Linked DNA regions of Mus musculus: regions 1, 2 and 3 are each linked to region 4. The links are chromatin contacts, called in public Hi-C and HiChIP or PLAC-seq maps. All regions are on one chromosome and are shown on one strand. Each heading gives the region's core, a stretch centred on a gene start, on an enhancer-like site or on the middle of the called end of the contact. The rest is flanking DNA. Distances are from core to core; before and after follow the strand shown. Region 1 holds the start of Aifm3 (apoptosis-inducing factor, mitochondrion-associated 3). Region 2 overlaps Ypel1 (yippee like 1). Region 3 holds the start of Thap7 (THAP domain containing 7). Region 4 holds the start of Tmem191c (transmembrane protein 191C).

What was found. A called contact is a pair of places that touch in the nucleus more often than the background predicts. HiChIP or PLAC-seq counts read pairs in DNA pulled down with a chosen protein or histone mark.
Region 1: a FOXA1 HiChIP or PLAC-seq map of pancreatic cancer cells shows a contact between it and region 4. The contact joins the promoter of Aifm3 here to the promoter of Tmem191c in region 4. A contact is called at or near these places in 5 of 39 promoter capture datasets (frontonasal cranial neural crest, hippocampal neurons, liver and 2 more), 1 of 484 Hi-C or Micro-C datasets (embryonic stem cells), 1 of 115 datasets of contacts at active chromatin or transcription factors (pancreatic cancer cells) and 2 of 9 other capture datasets (liver and pancreatic islet).
Region 2: a Hi-C map of cerebral cortex shows a contact between it and region 4, with 4 times the contacts expected there. The contact joins the enhancer-like site here to the promoter of Tmem191c in region 4. A contact is called at or near these places in 4 of 39 promoter capture datasets (the C10 cell line, cranial neural crest, embryonic stem cells and 1 more), 2 of 15 datasets of contacts at CTCF or cohesin (large pre-B cells and pro-B cells), 49 of 484 Hi-C or Micro-C datasets (B cells, the C2C12 cell line, ECoMG myeloid progenitors and 20 more), 25 of 115 datasets of contacts at active chromatin or transcription factors (the SCID.adh cell line, astrocytes, craniofacial prominence and 10 more) and 4 of 9 other capture datasets (adipose tissue, embryonic stem cells, liver and 1 more).
Region 3: a FOXA1 HiChIP or PLAC-seq map of pancreatic cancer cells shows a contact between it and region 4. The contact joins the promoter of Thap7 here to the promoter of Tmem191c in region 4. A contact is called at or near these places in 5 of 484 Hi-C or Micro-C datasets (the G1E-ER4 cell line, the N1E-115 cell line and embryonic stem cells), 4 of 115 datasets of contacts at active chromatin or transcription factors (embryonic stem cells, fetal liver, pancreatic cancer cells and 1 more) and 3 of 9 other capture datasets (adipose tissue, liver and pancreatic islet).

What each region holds. Positions count from the first base shown.
Region 1 is chr16:17,488,415-17,493,286 of GRCm38.p6, reverse strand. Aifm3 (apoptosis-inducing factor, mitochondrion-associated 3) reads right to left here and starts at 1,366. Exons shown (of 20, transcript NM_001291070.1): 1 at 1,184-1,366. The coding sequence starts at 1,214.
Region 2 is chr16:17,083,875-17,088,539 of GRCm38.p6, reverse strand. It overlaps Ypel1 (yippee like 1), which reads right to left. Exons shown (of 5, transcript NM_023249.6): 5 at 1,804-4,024. The coding sequence ends at 3,938. It overlaps Ppil2 (peptidylprolyl isomerase (cyclophilin)-like 2), which reads left to right. Exons shown (of 21, transcript NM_001252444.1): 21 at 1,327-1,985. Among named protein-coding and RNA genes, the nearest start is that of Ypel1, 16 kb to the right of the region's middle. Within about 2 kb of position 1,494, at least 23 of the 459 cell types and tissues checked have an H3K27ac peak or open chromatin away from gene starts, as enhancers often do. A contact at or near this core is called in cerebral cortex, cortical neurons and memory CD8 T cells, where this site is marked.
Region 3 is chr16:17,529,226-17,534,080 of GRCm38.p6, reverse strand. Thap7 (THAP domain containing 7) reads left to right here and starts at 3,029. Exons shown (of 5, transcript NM_026909.2): 1 at 3,029-3,056; 2 at 3,224-3,303; 3 at 3,696-3,851. The coding sequence starts at 3,224.
Region 4 is chr16:17,272,804-17,277,634 of GRCm38.p6, reverse strand. Tmem191c (transmembrane protein 191C) reads right to left here and starts at 1,335. Exons shown (of 10, transcript NM_177473.3): 1 at 1,167-1,335; 2 at 878-1,001; 3 at 748-798; 4 at 596-673; 5 at 385-441; 6 at 234-293; 7 at 43-107. The coding sequence starts at 1,321.

The DNA.
Region 1 (4,872 bases), core at 117-2,616, 220 kb before region 4:
TTGTCCCCACCATGTCCTGCCAGCCAAGCAGTCCCTCAGGTGCCCAGTATGGGACTCCCATGGGATCTTGCAGGCACATTCCTGCCCACTCTATGAAGAAACTGAGACAAAGACAGTGGGCACCTATGGCAGAGGCTGTAGGATCTGGCACAGACTCAGGCGAGGATGGACAATCTTCACCAATACTGCCAGTGGGTGGGTCACAGCTCCGCTTTCTCCCCCAAGTCCTACCTCAGACCCAAGAAAGGAAGAAAAGTCTTATGAGTCCCAAGGTAACCGAGCTGATGGGTATCAGGTAAGGAGAGCTGAGCAAGCTGGCAGAGTGAGCCAGCCAGGGCAAGTTGGGTGGGTGGAGCACTCACTGGGCTCTGAAGTCCTCAGTTTCTGCATCCCTGTCATGGCTACAGGTTCTGCTTTCTGGATGTTACGACTAGGGTAGAAGGAATGTGCAGACTGAGGGAGAAACCCAAAGACATGAGTCCCCTGGCAGGGTAGATCCTAAGTACTGTAGTACCTTGGAATGATCCTACCCCTGGCTGGAGTTTCTAGGGCTAGGCAAGATTTCCTATATACATGGAGAAAACAGAAGAGTGGTACATGCCTTTGATCCTAGCACTTGCAAGGCACAGGCAGGAGGATCTGTGTGAGTATGAGACCAGCCTGGTCTACATAGTGAGATCTTGTCTCAAAAGACAAAAACCCAAACAAAAACACAAAACAGGAGATGAGGCCCAGAGAAGCCAAGATGATGTCTGATATGTCACAGGATGATAAGAGTAGGGACCTGTCCATGATACCCTGTCAGTCACCCTAAGAGGGCAGTGTCCAGTTCTATTTTATAGAGAGGGAAATTGAGACTCAAAGAGGTTACACTGTGGCTAAGAACATCCCCCAAAGCCTCTCTTCTCCAGAATGGAGAAGTAGCCCTTAGCTCTGCGCAGCATAAGAGGAACCTTCTAGACTCAACTTTCTAAGAAGGATCAGCTGTTGTCCCCACCACTAACACCCAAAGTCCCAAATAAAAAGGGGGATGCTACAGGAGAGGAGTCCAGGAGAGCTTTCCTAGGTTTTTACCCTTCTTGCCTGCAGTGCATTAGCATTCTGGGCTCCTGCCTAGCCTGACCTACTTTGGAGGTTGGTGAAGTACAGAGGGAGGGGGAGGCTGTCAGAGAAGGGGAGGTACCTGGCTTGGGCTTGGAGAAGCAGCCGCCCATGGTGAACGGTGGCCTGGGATCTGGCCTGGCTGGTGGGAGCACGATGGCAGGCTGTCCAGCTGTCCAAGGTCTAGGATGTGCCCTGCAGGACTGGACCCCCTGTGGCCCTCAGAGACGCTAGAGCTGCCATGCCAGCTAGACAGCTTTAGGACCTGCAGGGGAGATGGGAAATTGGGTCCTAGCACTGATGCAGGTCTGGGTAGAGTCAGAGGCATCTTTGAGGAATCCTGGAAGAGTCTTACATGAGGAGGGCAGATCTTGTTTGTAGGGCATCTGTCTCCCTTTGAGGCTTCTAGGCATAGGAACCTCAGATTCCCCTTACTGCATCCTTTGTTGGAGACCCTCTGTGCTCTAATATCTGCTACTGCCCATAAACCTGCGACTACATAGACCTAGCCCTAGATTCCCCTTTTCTAAATCCCACAAGTCTGGAGACTCTGAGACTCTCCATTTCCCTAGATAAGACCACCACGTCTACAGAAAACCCTGACAACCAGAGTCCCCAGAATCCTTCTTCTTCCACTGAGAGTGACAAGGGTCCCAGCCCAGCCTTGGCCACTGCCCTGACTAGCAACCTCTAGTCACCTACCTCTTTCCATGGGAGTCACTGCTCCTTGCTCCCAGCCCAGCAATGGAGAGAGACTACTGGGCCTTGGTCAGCAGGGCACGGAAGGCCAGTGTCCTGGAGGGTCCAGCCCGCCTTCTAGCATGAGTTGTGGCCAGGAGGGGGCTGTGGGTGTGGGGCTAGGCCAAGCCACTGGTCCCCAGGGAAACCCAGCTCTGTGGGGAAAAAAGCGGGCAGCCAGCCCAGGACTGATGGGGTTGGGGGAAGAGGGAAACCAAGCGCACAGCTCTGCCTCTGCCCCATGCCCAGCAGCCCAGCAGCCATAAGTTTCCCCACCCCTCAGGCGGCTGTGCAGTGCTGAAGAAGATAGAAAGACTGGGGTCCAAGGTCTCACCAAGGTCAAGCAGCAGTTAGGGGCATCTGTGTGGTCTTCCCCACTCCTCACCCTAATAAATCCTAAGATAAGCAAGGCCTTGGGACGTGCTCAGGTCACTCTAAGGCTCCAAACGGGAGAGCAAGACTACCTGGTAAACAGATCACTGTGGCCATTGTGTCCTTGTGGCCATAGGTGGGCCTTCTAGAAGATGTGGACTTTGGAAGGCTCAAGACAAAGGTGTAACTACCCTGTTTACAACTGATCTGTCCAAATTCTACCCAACAGTCGGCTCTGGGTCACCTGGAAATTCTTCCTGAAGCCTGCACTGAACCGTGCTGGGAGTCACTAGGTTAGCCCAGTCCCCATGTCAAGAAGGAAATACAGAATGGGAAAGGACCAGCCACTGCTAGCTTCTGACCTTCGAAGCAAATTACAGGTGAGGAACCCAAGGCCCTTGTCGGGGCAAGAGGAGACAACTCAAGGGATAAAACTCAGTTGCTAACTGCCCCTCTAGCTCCCTTCCTGGGAACCAGAGAACCCTTTCAGAGGTCCTGGTTTCACCCATGTCTCAGCGTTGCCCACCTCTTTCCGGTCTGGTTTCAGCCCTCACCTGTTGGGGCTGAGATCGTACAAACAGACTAGACTGGCTTTTGGATCTGGGGTCCCTCCCTTTCCGGGAGTTTATTCTTGGGGCCTCAGGCTTAGCGGGAGATTTGGTGGGGACCATGCCTTCCACCTATGATGTGCTAAGGCCAGCTTAGAGCCAGGGATTCCAACTCAAAGACAAAGTTTCTTGGGCCTGTGGGGAGAGACCTCTGCATTTTGTTGCCCAGAAAAGTTCTAACACTGCCCCGCTGCACAAACACATCGGGTGGACACTCCATGTCCCAGGAACTCCAGCAACCTGAAGCAGGTTCTGAGTTACCCCCACCTCACAGAGGGTTCCGCATGGCTCCGGGACCCCCCTGGGTGCAGGCCAGCAGGAAGCTTGTTTCTTTTTCCATGCCAGGTCCCACTCTTCGCTCCTGGTGTGTGTTGAGTGAGAGGCCGTCCCCCCAACTCCCAACCCCCAGCTTATCCTAGGCCCTAGGTGGCGTCAGGGGCCCTGGAGACTGCTGCCTCGGAGCGCCTCAGCTTGTGATTCACCTGTCGGGGGCCCTAACGCCAACTTACTGTCCACTCTCCCTGCCTTGGCACGTGCAGTTTCCTTGGGCTCGGAAACCTTTTCCAGCACCCTTACCGGCTTCTTTGCGGCTCCCTCGCTGGAAGCAGCAGCCAACCAACCGACCAGCACAAGGTAGGGAGGGCTCCAGGGAGCCGAAAGGGGTGCTGGGGAGCAGCAGCAAGGACCGGGGTCGCTGCAGCCTCCTGAGTGCCTCACTCTGCCACCAGGGTAGAAATCCGCGAGCGAGCTGTCCCGGGGCGCGTGCGGGACAGGGACAGGCGCGCTCACCTGGCTTGGTGGCCGCGGGCGGGCGGGCGGGATCCGCTCCGGGCTGCGGCCGGCCTGCAGGGCGGAGCGGGCGGGGGCGGGGCCGGCGCTGCGGCTACACTGCGGGCCTGGAGCCCGAGGCGTCCGCCCCGCCCCCTTAGCCCACCTGCCCGGGTTTGAGTCAGGGAGGCAGGGGAGCTGCAGCCCATAAGTAGAGCAAACTGGCCTTGAACACACTGAGATCCACCTGCCTCTGTCTCCAGAGCGCTTGGGTTAAAGGTGTAGGTCACCATGCCATGCCTGAAATATTTTTTTAAAAAATATTTTTATTTCATGTGTGTGTGTTTTGCCCATTTGTATGTTTGTGCAGTATGTACATGCAGTGCCTGTGAAGTCTGAAGGCGGCGTTGAATCCTCTGGAACTGGAGTTAACATGCAACGCGGATTCTGGGAACCACTCAGCAAGTGCCCTTAACACTGGACTACCTATCCTAGAATGTGAACTCTTTCAGCTTCAGCTTCCGGAGTAGCGGATCACCGCCACATGCAGCCTGGCTTACTGTTTGTTATTTATTATTTTAATTATTTTTGAAATTCTTAGGATTCAACCCATGGTCTCATCTATGCTAGATGAGTGCTCTGACACTAATCTATATCCTTAACTGCTTTTGTATTTTTCTTCTGTTGGTTTTTTGAGACAAGAGTTTCTGTGTGTAGACCAGACTGGCTCTGAACTCAGAGATCTGCCTCCCTCTGCCTCCAGAGTGCTGGGACTGAAGGTGTGCGCCCACTGCTGGTTATGTTTTTGTACGTTTATTTTGGAACAAGGTCTCACTAAATTGCCCAGACAGGCAGGCCTTGAACTGGCTCTCGGGTCCAGGCAGGCCTTGAACTTTCATTTCCACTGCCTCTTGATAGCTGAGATACAGTTATACACCAGCAGGGCTGATAGCACTTATTCTTCATAACTAGTCAGAGCATGGGGAAATTGAGGTTCAGAGAGATTAGGGACCCCTCCCCACTAGGGCGCATAGCTGATAGGTGACAGGGCTGGGACTTGAACAGACAGGCTGTCCTGGTGTATGAGATGAGGGAATTGGAGGGAAGATGTTTCGACCCCCAGCCCAGTCTACAGAGTCCAAGTTCTGCAGAATCTCTTTGCTGCAGCTTCCTAGGATTGTTGGCAAAACAACAGACTCCGAGCCAGGCATACAGGAAGTAGATAGAATAGGAGCTATTGAGTTTGAGGTGTCAACGATGAAATTGGAAGGACATTATTAGTGTA
Region 2 (4,665 bases), core at 245-2,744, 190 kb after region 4:
TGCTGCCACCTATGTGTCCTGTTAAAAATGGAGATTTTCAAGGGGCTCCTGTAGTCCCAACATTCAGAATACCAAGACCAACCCTGGCTATATAGGGAGCCGATCTCAGAGAAATTTAGATAAGGAGATTGGAAATGGTCCTCACTCAGACCCTACCTAGTCTGGATCGTGAGGCAGGAGCTTCTACTCCCAGGCTATTGTGATGGGGTCTTATGGTCTTACTTTGACACCACTTCCACAAAGCACTTGTACTCCCTTGCTTGGGACAAGCGTGTTTATTGTCCTGTCTACTCTGTCGCCTACCTTTCTGCATCCGTGATGGTGACCTGCTGAGCCCAGTTAGTATGTGCTCTTATGAGAGCCAAAGGTCCTTACAAAGAGGTGGCTTCCTTCTGACTTCTCCTGACCAGTCACCTACTCATGTTTTGAGACAGTCTGTCTGCATTACCCTTGGCTGTCCTAGAAGTTACTATGTAAGACTAAGTTGGCTTTGAACTCTGAGATTCACCTGCCTCTACCTTCCCAAGTAGGATTAAAGGCAGTCACCACCATGCCTAGCTTTTGACTTTTGATTCTAGGACAGTTGTCAGGGTATCAGCTGAAAAGGCCTCGGGGGGCCCACGTGTCCAAATCACTCACAGCCACCTGCTCGTCACAGTGCTTTGCTCCCTGGGAACCTTTCCACAGCTGATTCTCAAGTGTGGGCAGTGTCGTGTCAGTCACTATGTTCTCTGTCACTAAGCACTGTCCTTAGAGAATGCCACACTACATTGTAACTTAGGCTTGACCTTTTACCCTAAACCTTGAATCCACAAAATCTCCGAAGTTCTTGGTTCTGGGGTGTAGCTAGTACCTGTTTATATTTCTGATGTTAAAACCATAGGCCTTCTGTATTTCTGGGAGTCTGCCTTGCTCTACTGCCCTCCCTCTCCACTTCCAGCTGCTGTTGCATGATCTCAGGGATGACTGCTGTTCACCCATGGCTGTTCTTGACACTTCCCCAGCCCGGTACACTATAGCCACCTGCCTGGGATGGCAATTCACATGCCAGACTGCATTGCCCTTCAGCCTGCCTTCCTATACCCCTCTGTTGACTCCTCTGGCTATAGGCAATGTGGGGCTAGATACAGTGGAGGCAGGAGGATCGTTAAGGCCGCACAGCAAGATCCTGTCCTCTAAAGTAAAAACAAGAAACAAAAGAGGCAGGTTATGAGACCTTGTCTTAAAAAAAGAAAAAGAAAAATTTAAACAGGGCAGAGCAGCAGCAGGGAGCCCTGCATGGACAGAGGCTGCTGGTGCCTAACTGTGTTCTCACACTCTTCTCAGGCCACTCACAAGCTACTACAAGGTGGTGTCAGAAGCATCAGGACCCCAGAAGCCCTCGGTTCTCAGCGGGCTCTGAGACCCTGATCCTTTGCTCCTAGTGGATGCTGCAGGAACGAACGTGGCTCGCCGCCGCCCCCACCTCCACCCCCACCCTGGGAACCTTGCTGTGTGACGACAGGAGCTTTATTTTATACCTCCCACAGACACGCCACAGAGGGCTGACAGCTTTGGCTAGGAGACAGGGAGGCCAAGGCGCTCTGTTTGCTCGAGCTTGCTGGTCCTGCTGTTCTTGGTGAACTCCCTGTGGGTTCCACAGCACTGCAGTCAGCCTTGCTCAGCAGCCGACACCTGTCCCCAGGGCAGGCAGCTGTGTCCTCTCCTGTCCTCCAGCACAGAGGACAGACCACCAGGGCTTGCATTTCCATGGGTCGGTTGTCTATAGCTTAAATGGTAGTGTTTTAGACAGTAAAGACACTTGGATTTTGAAAACTGCCTGATGAGCTCATCAGAAAATAAAGGACTTTTGAGGGGAAAAAAAATCTCATTTCTGATCTCTTCAAATACCTGACAGATGCCATCAAGAATAAGCATTAAGGTATAAAAATACTATGTATACAGTAACAAGACAACAAGGAAATAAACCACATTTCTAAAGCAAAGTGGCGTTCATGACCTGGTATCACCTCCCACTGTTCTGAGGAAACCTCTTTAAAATAGTCACAGAATGGTGCTGTTTACAAATGTAAGGAGGTGAGACATTCAGTGGTTTACCAGCATGCCTGGTTGTGGTCTTGCATCACTTACCCTGAAGCCAGCTCATGGTCAGTTCTTTTGGTTTATATTTCACAGAAGGCCAACGCAAAATCCAAAAAAACCTTGATAAATGGTTTGTTTATATCCATTACTCCCCAATACAGGTAAGTCATATAGAGTACTAGCAAAAACGTTCCAGTCAGAGCTCTCACAAAAGATAATACAGAGTGCTCAGTTGAGGGGCAGATAGCATGCCCAGAGCATAAAGTCTAAATATAATCTTAGTATATACAGAAGACTTCTCCAAGACTCTTCAGCTTTACTGAGGCATCTATAAGGACGTACTCGGGTCTGTCTCCCTTGCCGCCTTCCCACTGGGGAAAGCCGCCCATGCCTCAGCCACCAAGTTCCCACTCTGAAAAGTATTAAAAACTAGCCAGGCGGGCATGTCCAGTTTGAGCAGACTGTTGACCAGTGTTCATTCCTAGATAAGGATGGCCCTGAGCCTTGCCAAGGTCACACGGCTGCTTGTGCTGAGTTTCAGCACTTACCTTACTGGTAGAGTCACTTTGCTTTGCCAGCCTTAGTCTAGAGGGAAACTGGAAGTAGCTGGGGAAAAAGCAGCTTGGGCTAGGACCAGCATTGCGCAGGCATTTCCTGTATTACCAGCCTTCCAATCTTGGGCAAAGAAATGGCACCAAAATGTAGGTTTTGAAGTGAAGAGGAGTAGCGAGTGCCTGTGCTGGCCAGAGGATGTGGGTTTAGCAGGTCTGGGGCTGGAGCCCAAAGGTCTAGATAGAAACTGCTTTTTGACTACCACACCCAGGCAGCTCTAGAGCAGCCGGTGCTAAGCGCTTTCCTGTAATGCTGCCTTTGCAGCTCAAGGGCTCTCAGCCTTCACAGGCCTACTGCCTGCCCTTCTGCCCTGGGGAGGGTACAAAACAATGAAACTTATCTGGGAATGGTTCTGGCCTCCATCCTCTCTGCAAATTGGCCACTCCTTATAGAGTATGATGTGTTGTGACTTAAAATCTGAGAGCCTGGGCTTGGGGGATGGCCCAGATCCTCCCTTGTCAGGTCATGAGGTGATTCCAGGCAGAAAAGGTAGCTCCCATACTAAGCTAACTCTTCCTTTACCTTGGAAAACTCTCATGTTTTGCAGTTTCCCGTACTGGCTCTGGCCTCTGTATGCATAACTATTTCAAGTACATCCAGGGTATAAAGTGAAACCCAGCCTGTTGCTCTGTGGCAGGGACCAGCCCTACATTCTGAGCCGCTGTGCTGCCGCAGCACCAAGGGAGTCAGCTCAGTGGCAGACTTGGGTAGCCCTGGGACAGAGCGTTCAGCCACCAGTAAGTCACTCGCCTTCTACATCAGGAACCTCCCTATTTGCTTAAGATGTACACTGAATGCTTGCTTCCTAGCTTCTCTTCCATGTTACCAGTGGCTGGTTTCAGTTTTTGGAGACATGCTTTACTTCTGGTAACTATGCCTTTGCTTGTGAGGAGACCTTGCTTCTCTGCTTTTAGGGACTTGGGCTTGGTGAGAACACAGCCAGGCATTGCAGGCGTAGGGTAAAAGAAAGTATTCACTAGGCAGGTGAGTCACCAGCTGGTCAATTCTTTCTCTAGAACTTAAGATGTTAGAAAAAGAACTCAGACTTCCAAAAACGCATTGTACACGACAGGGATTCAAATGGGCACCTTACCAAGTGGATAGCCTAGAGAGACACCTTCAAGTGTTGAGACTGGGCTGGCCTGTGAGGTTAAGTTCAAGAAGCATTGTCACCAAGAAGCTAGGTCTTCTGTACACTCAGCTTTCATAAAATAGGATTCAAACAGGAGTGGACCGCTTCACTTTACCAGCCGTTGTCTTTGATCATGTGGGCAAGTTCAATAATAAATTTTCCTTCCTTGTATTTCTGACTGCTCTCAAAGGCATGTTCCTTGAGGGGAAAAGTAGAGAGGTTTCAGGACACATGTTTACTTCCCTGCTTTACTACAGTCATTATCTCTGAGCTGTGCACTGGGCAGTACAGGGGGATGACGACTGGGTCATTACACTCAGGAACAAGGTTAACTCAGTTCTGTTTCTGGGGCTGGGGCTGTAGCTCAGTGTGTACTGTATGGTGTGCCTGTGGCCCTGGGATCCCTTCTCAGCACCACAAACACTTCACTAGGTGATGTATGTGGATGTTTCAGAGTAATACAGGTGGTGGAACACAGGTGAAGTTGTGTGTGTTGTGTGTGCACGCGTGCGCGCACAGGCCAAGAGTTTGAGGTGGTGTTTTGACAGCCCTACATGTTTCTCTTAATGTTTTATTAGTTATTATTCTGGAGGGGCAGCCGTGTGCACATGTGTGGAGGTCAAAGCACAGCCTTTTGGAATCTTCTTTCATTGTGGGTCTGCAGATAGGATGCAGGACATCACACATCAGCAAGTGCTTCCCCTGCTGAGCCAACCCGCTGGCCATTTTATTCCACTTTGTTTTATGTGTATGGGCGTATCCGTGTATGTCTCTTTTGCATATGTCTGTGCATCACGCATGTGCAGTTCTCATGGAGGCCAGAAGACACTGGAACCGTG
Region 3 (4,855 bases), core at 1,780-4,279, 250 kb before region 4:
CTCACACGAGACAGCTATATCAGGGTCCCTTCAGCAAAATCTTGCTGGCATATGCAATAGTGTCTGGGTTTGGTGGCTGATTATGGGATGGTTCTCCGGGTAGGGTAGTCTCTGGATGATCCATCCTTTCGTCTTAGCTCCAAACTTTGTCTCTGTAACTCCTTTCATGGGTATTTTGTTCCCTATTCTAAGGAGGTATGAAGTATCCACACTTTGGTCTTCCTTCTTCTTGATTTTCTTGTGTTTTGCAAATTGTATCTTGGGTATTCTAAGTTTCTGGGCTAATATCCACTTATCAGTGAGTGCATATCTAGTGACTTCTTTTGTGATTGGGTTACCTCACTAAGGATGATATCCTCCAGATACATCCATTTGCCCAAGAGTTTCATAAATTCATTGTTTTTAATAGCTGAGTAGTACTCCATTGTGCAAATGTACCACGTTTTCTGTATCCATTCCTCTGTTGAGGGACATCTGGGTTCTTTCCAGCTTCTGGCTATTATAAATAAGGCTGCTATGAACATAGTGGAGCATGTGTCCTTATTACCAGTTGGAACATCTTCTGGGTATATGCCCAGGAGAGGTATTGCTGGATCTTCTGGTAGTATAATGTCCAATTTCCTGAGGAACCGCCAGACTGACTTCCAGAGTGATTGTACAAGCTTGCAATCCCACCAGCAATGGAGAAGTGTTCCTCTTTCTCCACATCCTCGCCAGCATCTGCTGTCACCTGAATTTTTTATTTTAGCCATTCTGGCTGGTGTGTAGCTTGATGAATTTAATAAATCCATGTCTGTAACGTGGCCTATTACCTTTTTCTCACTCACTAAGTCCGAGCGACTCCGTGTCAACTTGATTCTTCCAACAGAGTCCATCTCTGCCCAGAAGTCCCGCCTCTCCTCTCCTGCCTCAGCTACTGGCCGTCAGATCTTTGTTAAACCAATCAAAAGGTGAGGGAGGTGTATGTTTACAAAATACTGAAGCAGGTGATGATCCATAAAAATAACCAATACCAAAGTCCAGCCAGCACTCAACTCGTCACCGGTACAGAAATCAACATTTGAATAGTACAAAGACAACCTTTACACTGTGGGAAAAAAAAGATTACCCCGACAGACTGTGGTCTGCTAATCTAATACACTTGGAAGGTCCCTGCCCCCGCTGCAACACTTACCTCTCCTCCCTCTGACTTGAGCTACGTCAGTTAGCCCCACTATTTCAATAAAATACTCACCACTGCCTGAGACCCTGCTCCCCAGCTCCTCTGCATCCTGAGACCACCAGTGATCAACGCCCAGTCGGGAGCAAAGGACCCACATCTGGGGCTCAAACAGGGATGCTCGGAAGATGGCAAGGATTTCCTTCTGAGGGACATCAGCATCCCAACCTGAGGATCCTCAGCTGGTTCTTCCTTCTTCCTTTACCTTCAATTTGAGGCATCGCAAGGGACTGACTACGGTGAAGGGGCAACTTCTTTTGGTCGGGGCTAGCCTTGAACAGGCTGAATCAGACCTTGTTTTACCACAGTTGCCTAGCCCACCTAGGGTGGAGTCTTCTAACCTAGGTGAAGTCTATTGTCTGGCCACATCTTGTGGAGGAGCGCCCTGAAGACTGCCCCTAGGTGGAGCTCACTGCCCTTGAACAGGCCATTGAGTATATTAGAAAATGACCTGCCACATCCACACACACCCTCTTTATGCCCCACTGATGCCTTATGCCCCCTCCTGCCTCCCTCACACCCTAAGAACACTCATAGAACTCTTGAAGGCTCTTTGTCTTCTACCTCCCACACCCACCAACTATGTGAAATTAGAGATTCGTCCAAACTTCAGCACAAATAAAGTAACACCTGGGTTTTCCATGTTTTCAACTCACTTACTCTCTGCCCCTACACTGGTATCCCTACTGGGCCAATGAATTAAAAGAGGTTAGACAATCAAAAGGAGGATGGTACTCATGCACCCTGGGCCAAATCCATTCTTCTGAGTCTTGTGCAGCTCTAAGTACACTACTGAGCCAGCACATCGGTTGGTCCTTCTTGCCCCCTATTCCTTCAATGGGAGGCTTTATATAGGGATGAATGCCTCCAACAGATCAGGAAAAATCAAAACCAACTAAATAGGGGCTTCGATGACCTTTTCAGCCAAGACAACTCCTCTACAGGAGCATAACAGGCTACCCAACCTCGCCGGTACTTAGATCAAGTATGCCTTTGTGCCCTTCAGGCCTGGAGTCCCATAACCTCCCCTTCTGCATCCCAAGATTGTAATTGTTCACCTCTCTTCCCCCAGCAGAAACCCAAGGAACCCATTTCTGACTTTGTTCCTGCTACAAAAGTGAGCCTAGAATGTAAAACGCCTGATCCTGTGGTCAGAGAAATCCCCCTTCAAAGCATCACTGGGGAAACCGTGCTCTCGGAACACACCGGCTAGCGTCTCAGGGTTTGAAAAATGAACATTCCGATAACTGGACAGTTGCTACTTAGTATATTGGGACGGCCTCCCATAAGGTCACTATCTTCACCCAGGCCTTTACAAGGCCATTAAAAGAAAATGTTCTAAATGTGTCGTTAACATTTTATTTTGTGCATGTATATGGGGATCAAAGGACAATTACTGGACGTTGGTTCTCTCCTTCCAGCAGGTTGCGTCCTGGGGATCAAATTCAATCTTCAGGGTTGGTAGCAAGTGCTGAGCCACCAGTCCGTGGCCGAGTTCTTTCAGTAAAGAGCCCAGGTTTTTCTTGGTGGTGGATCTTTTTCAACCAGAGTGTGCGCGTACGTTGTTCAGGGAGCAGTACAGACCACACCCAGCTGCTTCGTCCAAACGACAGACGCTCAAACAAAACAGGGACCCGAAACTACAGATGCAGAAACCTCAACTCGGGAGCGACGATCGCCATCCCTCACTCCCAACATCCGGTGGCCCGCCCCGCCAGGATCTCTTCCGGTCCCGCCCCTTGGGGGCCCGCGCCACGGGCGACGGAGTATCTCTGCTCCCAACTTCCGCGTCGATCCACCCATCGCGAGATTTTGGCGGCGCAGCAATGGCAAGACCGTGAGTACCGCTGACGGGAGTCTATAGAACGAGCTAGGACAAGACTGGTACGGGGTCGGGCCTCGGGGAGCCGACCGGCTCGGGCCCTCTGGAGGGAGTGACAGTTGGGCGTGAAGACAGTCCTCCCCCGACTGCCGCCCACCACCCAGATCCCGCCCCTTCCCCAGATGCCGCGACACTGCTCCGCCGCCGGCTGCTGCACACGGGATACGCGCGAGACTCGCAACCGCGGCATCTCCTTCCACAGGTCAGCGCGCGTGCGTAGTGGCACGCGAGGGCTCATAGCGCAGGCGCCGGTGTTGCCGCACCTTAGGCCTCGCAGGAGACGGCGCTTTCCCGAGGTCGATGTGAGGCTTGAACTTGTGAGCGGGAGGGTGACAGGGAAGGGCGCATAGTCTCGAGTCCAGCCGGAAAAAGGACTGGACGCTTACCTGGCTTGGATTTACAGCTCCGACTCATTCCTGCTAGATGATGCTGAGCCGGCCCCTTTCTTTCTCTCGTTCTCAGTTTCTCCTTTCCCCCAGCGGGTGGTAATCTGAAAGGGTCGCGGGGAGGTCTGCCATTCTTGCTTGGGGAGCTTGGGCATCCTGAACGCAGGACTGTAGACAGTCTGGTGCTCACGGTTTTGTGGCTCTGCAGACTTCCCAAGAAAGACAACCCCAGGCGCGGCTTGTGGCTGGCCAACTGTCAGCGGCTGGACCCCAGCGGCCAGGGCCTGTGGGATCCGACCTCTGAGTACATCTACTTCTGCTCCAAACACTTCGAGGAAAACTGCTTTGAGCTGGTGGGAATCAGGTGGGTCTTTCTGCCAGCTAACACCAGGACAGGTTGTGAGGCATCAGAGCAGTGGGTCAAACGAGGCAGCTCTTTGCCCTGGTGGAGTCCATGCACATCCGCTGGCATGCTCAGAGACAAGCAGACCAGTTGTCAAGCGTGCCAAGCCTCTTTCCAGTTTTGTACAGTTAAAGCATGATCCCAGGATCACTGTGCCAGTGACATTAGAGAAAATCAGGCTTTCCAGGCTGGGGAAATAGCCCCCTTTGCTAAAGACGTGGTATGCAAGCATTAGGACCTGATTTCAGATTCAAGGACCCAAATAAAAAGCCACATGTGATTGCTTGTTCCTTTAATCCCAGTCCTGGAGAAGACAAAACAAAAAGGGGATCCCAAGGACTTATGGAAAAGCTAGTCTAGATGAGTTGTTGAGCCCTGTGTTGAGTTGAGAAACTTGTCTTTAAAAAAATAAGGTGGAAGGGCTGGAGAGATGGCTTAACCATTTTAGAGCATTACAGAGGACTGGGGTTCAATCTACCTCTGAGGGCACGGGTACACATATGTACATGCAGGCAAAATATTCATACACATCAGTAGAGCTGGCTCAGAGGTTACGAGCACTCACTGGCTGTTCTTCCAGAAGACCTGTGTTCATTTCCCACCACCCACATAATGGCTTATAGCAGTCTGGAACTGGAACTGGCTCACTCCAGTTCCAAGTGATCCTTTATCCTTTTCTAACCTCTGTAGGTACTAGGCACGCATTCGGTGAACAGTCATAGGCAAACACTTATACACATAAAAATAAAAAAGGTTTTTAAGGAAAAAAATCTTTAAAAACAAAGGTAGAGAATGATTAAGGAAGTCACCTGAGGTTAGCCGCTCCATGCAAAAGAAAAACAGCTTTTTCATAGGATGGTTAGCACCTAGTTCTTCCAGCCGTCCACCTATCCCTGCTGGTGGGTTCTCCATTCACCTTAACCCGGGAAGCTCATTCACAGGGAAGATGAGTTTGATTTTACCAC
Region 4 (4,831 bases), core at 86-2,585:
GGGCCTAGCACCTTCCGACGCCCTCCAAGTCCCAATTCTTACGGTTCCGAGCCACCGCGCGTAGCCTCCAGCGCAGCTGCTGCCTCCATCACTTTCCCCTGCAGCTCCTGAAGGATGGCAATAGGGATTCAGGGCAGAGGATGCGCTACATCGCGAGTCAGAGAGTAAGGAAGAAAGAGTCGAGGCCGCAGGGCATTCGAAAGAGAACCGCTGTCAGAAACGAGGGGTCACACCTGCAGGACTCCACTCTGCTCCTGGAAGCTGGCCCAGGCCTCTTCTGTCCGCTGCGCACCCTAGAAGCCAGGGGCTTGGTATGAGCATCGCAATGACAGGCCCTCCCCACACGCCTTCCCCCCCCCCCCCAGAGTCCAGCGCCATTCGCACCTGCCGCAGGTCCTCTGCCTGCATGCTGAATTTGGCCTCCGCCAGCTCCAGATGTTTCTTCGGGAGGATTCAAGTGATGTCAAGAACCTGAAGTCCTCGCACACCACTGGGCCTCGAGGCTCGGTCCCCGGCCTTGAAGGCTGATACTCTGCCCACAAATGCACATAACCCTGCCCACAGCCATACTCCGCCCACAGCCCCGCCCAAGTACCTGCAGCGCCACAAGCTGGTTCCCTAGTTGCTGCTCCGCTCGCTGTTGACTTAGCTGCTCCCCTCCATAGTAGAAAAGCTGGGGACCGAACTCGTGAGTGCCTGGCTCAAGGATCTTGGGGACTAGGGCATGATCTGAGACACTGCACGTACCTGACTGGACAGTTCCTCCCACTGTTCCTGCAGCTTCCGATTGTGTTGCTCCTGCGAACAGGGTCCAGGCTGTCTAGGCCCCTCCTCCAGCCTAGCCACCCCGGGAGCCGCCTCTTGCTCTTGCCCGCACCAGGTCCTGCCGGTGCTGCTCCGCCGCCTCCAGCAGCCCACGAGCCCGCTCCGCACGCTCCCGTGCCGCCTCACATGCCTCGCCTCGAATGGCTCGTGATGCTTGACTTCGTCTCCGCTGCAGGCTACACGGGGGAGGGGGAGAGGGGGCGGAGAATTGGTCTGGGATAAAACCAGGGAGCAAGATATTTTGGGAAGGAGCCGCCACCAGCCTGAGAGTTCCAGACTAGGGTCCCACTGCCTGGAGCGAGACTGCCAACAAGCCTGCCGGGGCCTCGGTGCCCTCGCACCTGCGCTCGCGCTCCCGCAGCTCCTCCAGGCGCCCGGTGAGGCTCTCGCTCTCGGCTTCCAGCCCACGCACCAGCTCTTCTAGCTCCTGCTTCCGCAGGCGGCCATCTCGGTTGTCCTTCTGCAGCTGCAGCAGCTGCTCCTGCGGCTCAGTCATGGCTCCAGAGCTCCGCCCCGACCTCCACCGCCTGGGTAACTTGGTGGCCCGCGTCACAATAGGCAGCAGAGGGCGCCCGAACCCAACCGAGACGGATCACGCCCGACCAATTCAGGTATACAAAGCCGGGCTTGGTTGCCCACATCTGTAATTCTATCTCTTGGAGGTGTGAGGGCACGAAGATCAGGAGTTCAAGGTCATCCTTTGCTACATACGGAGTTTGAAATTAGCCAAGGCTACATGCGGACCTGTCTCAAAAAAAAGAAAAACAAAACAAAAAACAAAAATATCACAGTCCAGATCTGATTGGTAAAAAGTTACTAAAGTTCTAAGGAAGGACCAGACTTGATGGTCCGTACCTTGTAATCCCAAAATACTAGAGGCTGAGGCAAGATCACCTAGAGTTCAAGGTCAGCCTAGAGGTCTAAACAAGACCCTGACTCAAAAGAAAATGAGGGCCGGGTGTGGTGGCCCACGCCTTTAATCCCAGCACTTGGGAGGCAGAGGCAGGCGGATTTCTGAGTTCAAGGCCAGCCTAGTCTACAGCCTGAGTTCCAGGACAGCCAGGGCTACACAGAGAAACCCTGTCTCGAAAAAACAAACAAACAAACAAAAACCAAAGAAAAAAAGAAAGAAAAAATGAGAGGGTTTGAGAGATGGCTCAATGGTTAAGAGCACTGACTGCTCTTCCAGAGGTTCTGAGTTCAATTTCCAGCAACCACATGGTGATCCACAACCATCTATAATGGGATCTGATACCCTCTTCCGGTGTGTCTGAAGACAGCTATAGTGTGTGAGTGTGTGTGTATGTGTGTGTGTAATCTTTTTTTTTTTTTTTTTTTTTAAAGAAGGACTGAAGACATGGCTCAGCGGTTAAGAGTATTGACTGCTCTTCTAGAGGTCATAAGTTCAATTCCCAGAAATCACATAGTGGCTCACAACCATTTGTAATGGGATCTGATGCCCTCAAGACAGTGACAATGTACTCATATAAATAAAAATAAATAAGTCTTTAAAAATAAATAAATTAGCCAGGCGGTGGTGGCACACGCCTTTAATCCCAGCACTCGGGAGGCAGAGGCAGGCGCATTTCTGAGTTCGAGGCCAGCCTGGTCTACAGAGTGAGTTCCAGGACAGCCAGGGCTATACAGAGAAATCCTGTCTCAAAAAAAAAATAATAATAATAATAAATAAAAATAAATAAATCTTAAGAGCCACAGTAGCTGTAACTACTGTAACTACAGGCTAAACCAGGTGTGCCTCACCTTAGATTCTGAGTGACCAAGCAGGGAGTGCTAAACTTTTGAGAAAAACATTTTTTTGTTGCTGTTGTTTTTTCGAGACAGGGTTTCTCTGTGTAGCCCTGGCTGTCCTGGAACTCACTTTTGTAGACCAGGCTGGCCTTGAACTCAGAAATCTGCCTGCCTCTGCCTCCCAAGTGCTGGGATTAAAGGCATGCGCCACCGTGCCCGGCTTGAGAAAAACATTTAAAATTAAAATTTTTAATGTTTTTCTCCCCCATGTGCTATGAAACTTTGTCGTGGTCTCAGTGGCTGGATTTTCCCTAGCATAGTGCCGTGCTGAGTGGTGCTGAAGGACCTGGGAGGACCTGGGTGCTAGGGTGGCCTGATGGTCTCTTTTCTCCATGGTTTCAGCTCTAGAGAACCTTTGATTGGGCTTGTGTGGTATGAGTAAGAAAAGGAGGGATGTAGTTTTGTGATCTAGGGGTTCTGTTAGCTCAAGGGGTCTCATTCTGCAGCCAGGCTGGTCTTGACACAACCCCTTACTTCCCTAGGAACCTGCTTAATCATTTTCTTCAATTTATTTCTCTCTCTCTCTCTCTCTGTGTGTGTGTGTGTGTGTGTGTGTGTGTGTGTGTGTGTGTGTGTATACCACATCTGTGCAAATGCCTCAGCAGTCCATCAGATCCCTTGAAGCTGGAATTCCAGCAGTTGTGAGCCACCTATGTGGGTGATGGGAACTAAAGTCAGTGCTCTGGAAGAGCAACAAGTGCTCCTAACTGCACACTGGACCTTTTCACACTCTGTGGTGATATAATCTCTCTAAAGATTTTAAGAAGCTAATTTATTCCATAATTTAGAGGACATACTTTCTGGATGCTGTAATAAACCATTACAGCTTCATTAGATAGCCTGGGGCAGGAATCCTGCTGCAAATTCATAGCCAGCCTTTGCTACAGGGTGAGACTTTGTCTCAAACAGCCCCTCCAAAAAAACAAAAACAAAAACAATGAGTGCTTTTTGCTATGAATGGGCTGGGATATTGGTCAATGGAATCCCTGCACACACAAGGTTCAATTCCCAGTATCACGCACCAAGACATCAATTATTGATTTACAGGAAGGGCTGTGGGTTTTGATAGCTCTGGCTAAGCTGGGATTCCCCAGTGCTGTCAACATAACTCGGATTCCCAGACTCCAGTGCTGCCTCATCTCGTCCACACAAGAAGTTCAAAGCTCCAGGCCTCTGAAGCCCTTCTGGCCCCAGTAATTTGGGAGAAGGTGTGAATACTTGATTTTTGTATTTTCTGGGCTGGGCTGGAGGTGAGCCTCCCAGACAAGTGTCTCCCTCTGAGCCACGCACCCCTGGGCTTCCCTCTCCGTGCCTTTTCTGTTCACAGGCTCTTCCCAAAGCAACTCTCCCTCAGCCAGCGTCCCTTCCTCCCCTTCGGCCTTTGACCGCTCACTTCATAAGCCACCCAGCACACCTGCAGCTTACTTACTGAGTTTTGCTAATCTAGGATTCTTTTTTCTTTTGTTTGATTTTGTTTTCTTTTATTACCTTGGAGACAGGGTCTCATGTTACTCATACTAGCCTGAAACTCAACTGTGTACCAAGGATGACTTAGGACTCCCCCACCTCCACTGCCTGTGCTCACACCACAGGCTTCACCTCTGGGGCTGGCCTTTTTTTTTTTTTTAATGGTCAAATGTGTTGCTTATAAAATAAAACAAAAATAAGGTTCTTGCTAAGTAACCTTGGCTACTGTAGACCAGGTTAGCCTCCAAACTGGCAATCTTATCTTCGTGTCCAAAGCTTTAGACCACCATCCCCAGATAAAAACTGGCAGAAGAAAACACTGTTTCACACCAAAAGGTAGCCAATGGGGCAAGGTAGAGAAACCAACTTAGGATATGGGAAAGGAAAGGAGCCCCTCCCTTCCTGAGATCTCTCAACTGCTGTCAACACTTGCTGTGGAGGGTCTACACACAAATAAATAAGCCCTTCATTTATAGATACTGATTGCTAACGTAGTAATGAACTAGGCTTATGTGTGACCTTGAGTGGGCATACACACACTCAAAAATGTATGCACGTGCAAGAACATACACACGCACGCACACGCACACACACACACACACACATGAGCATCTCCGTTAACTCTGCTTCTTGTCTCATCAGCAATAGCCTTGTCAGGTGCCCCTCTGAAAACACCCTGTGATCTCCCATCTCAGGCTCTTTGGGCCAGCCTTTGACGATAATAGCTTCA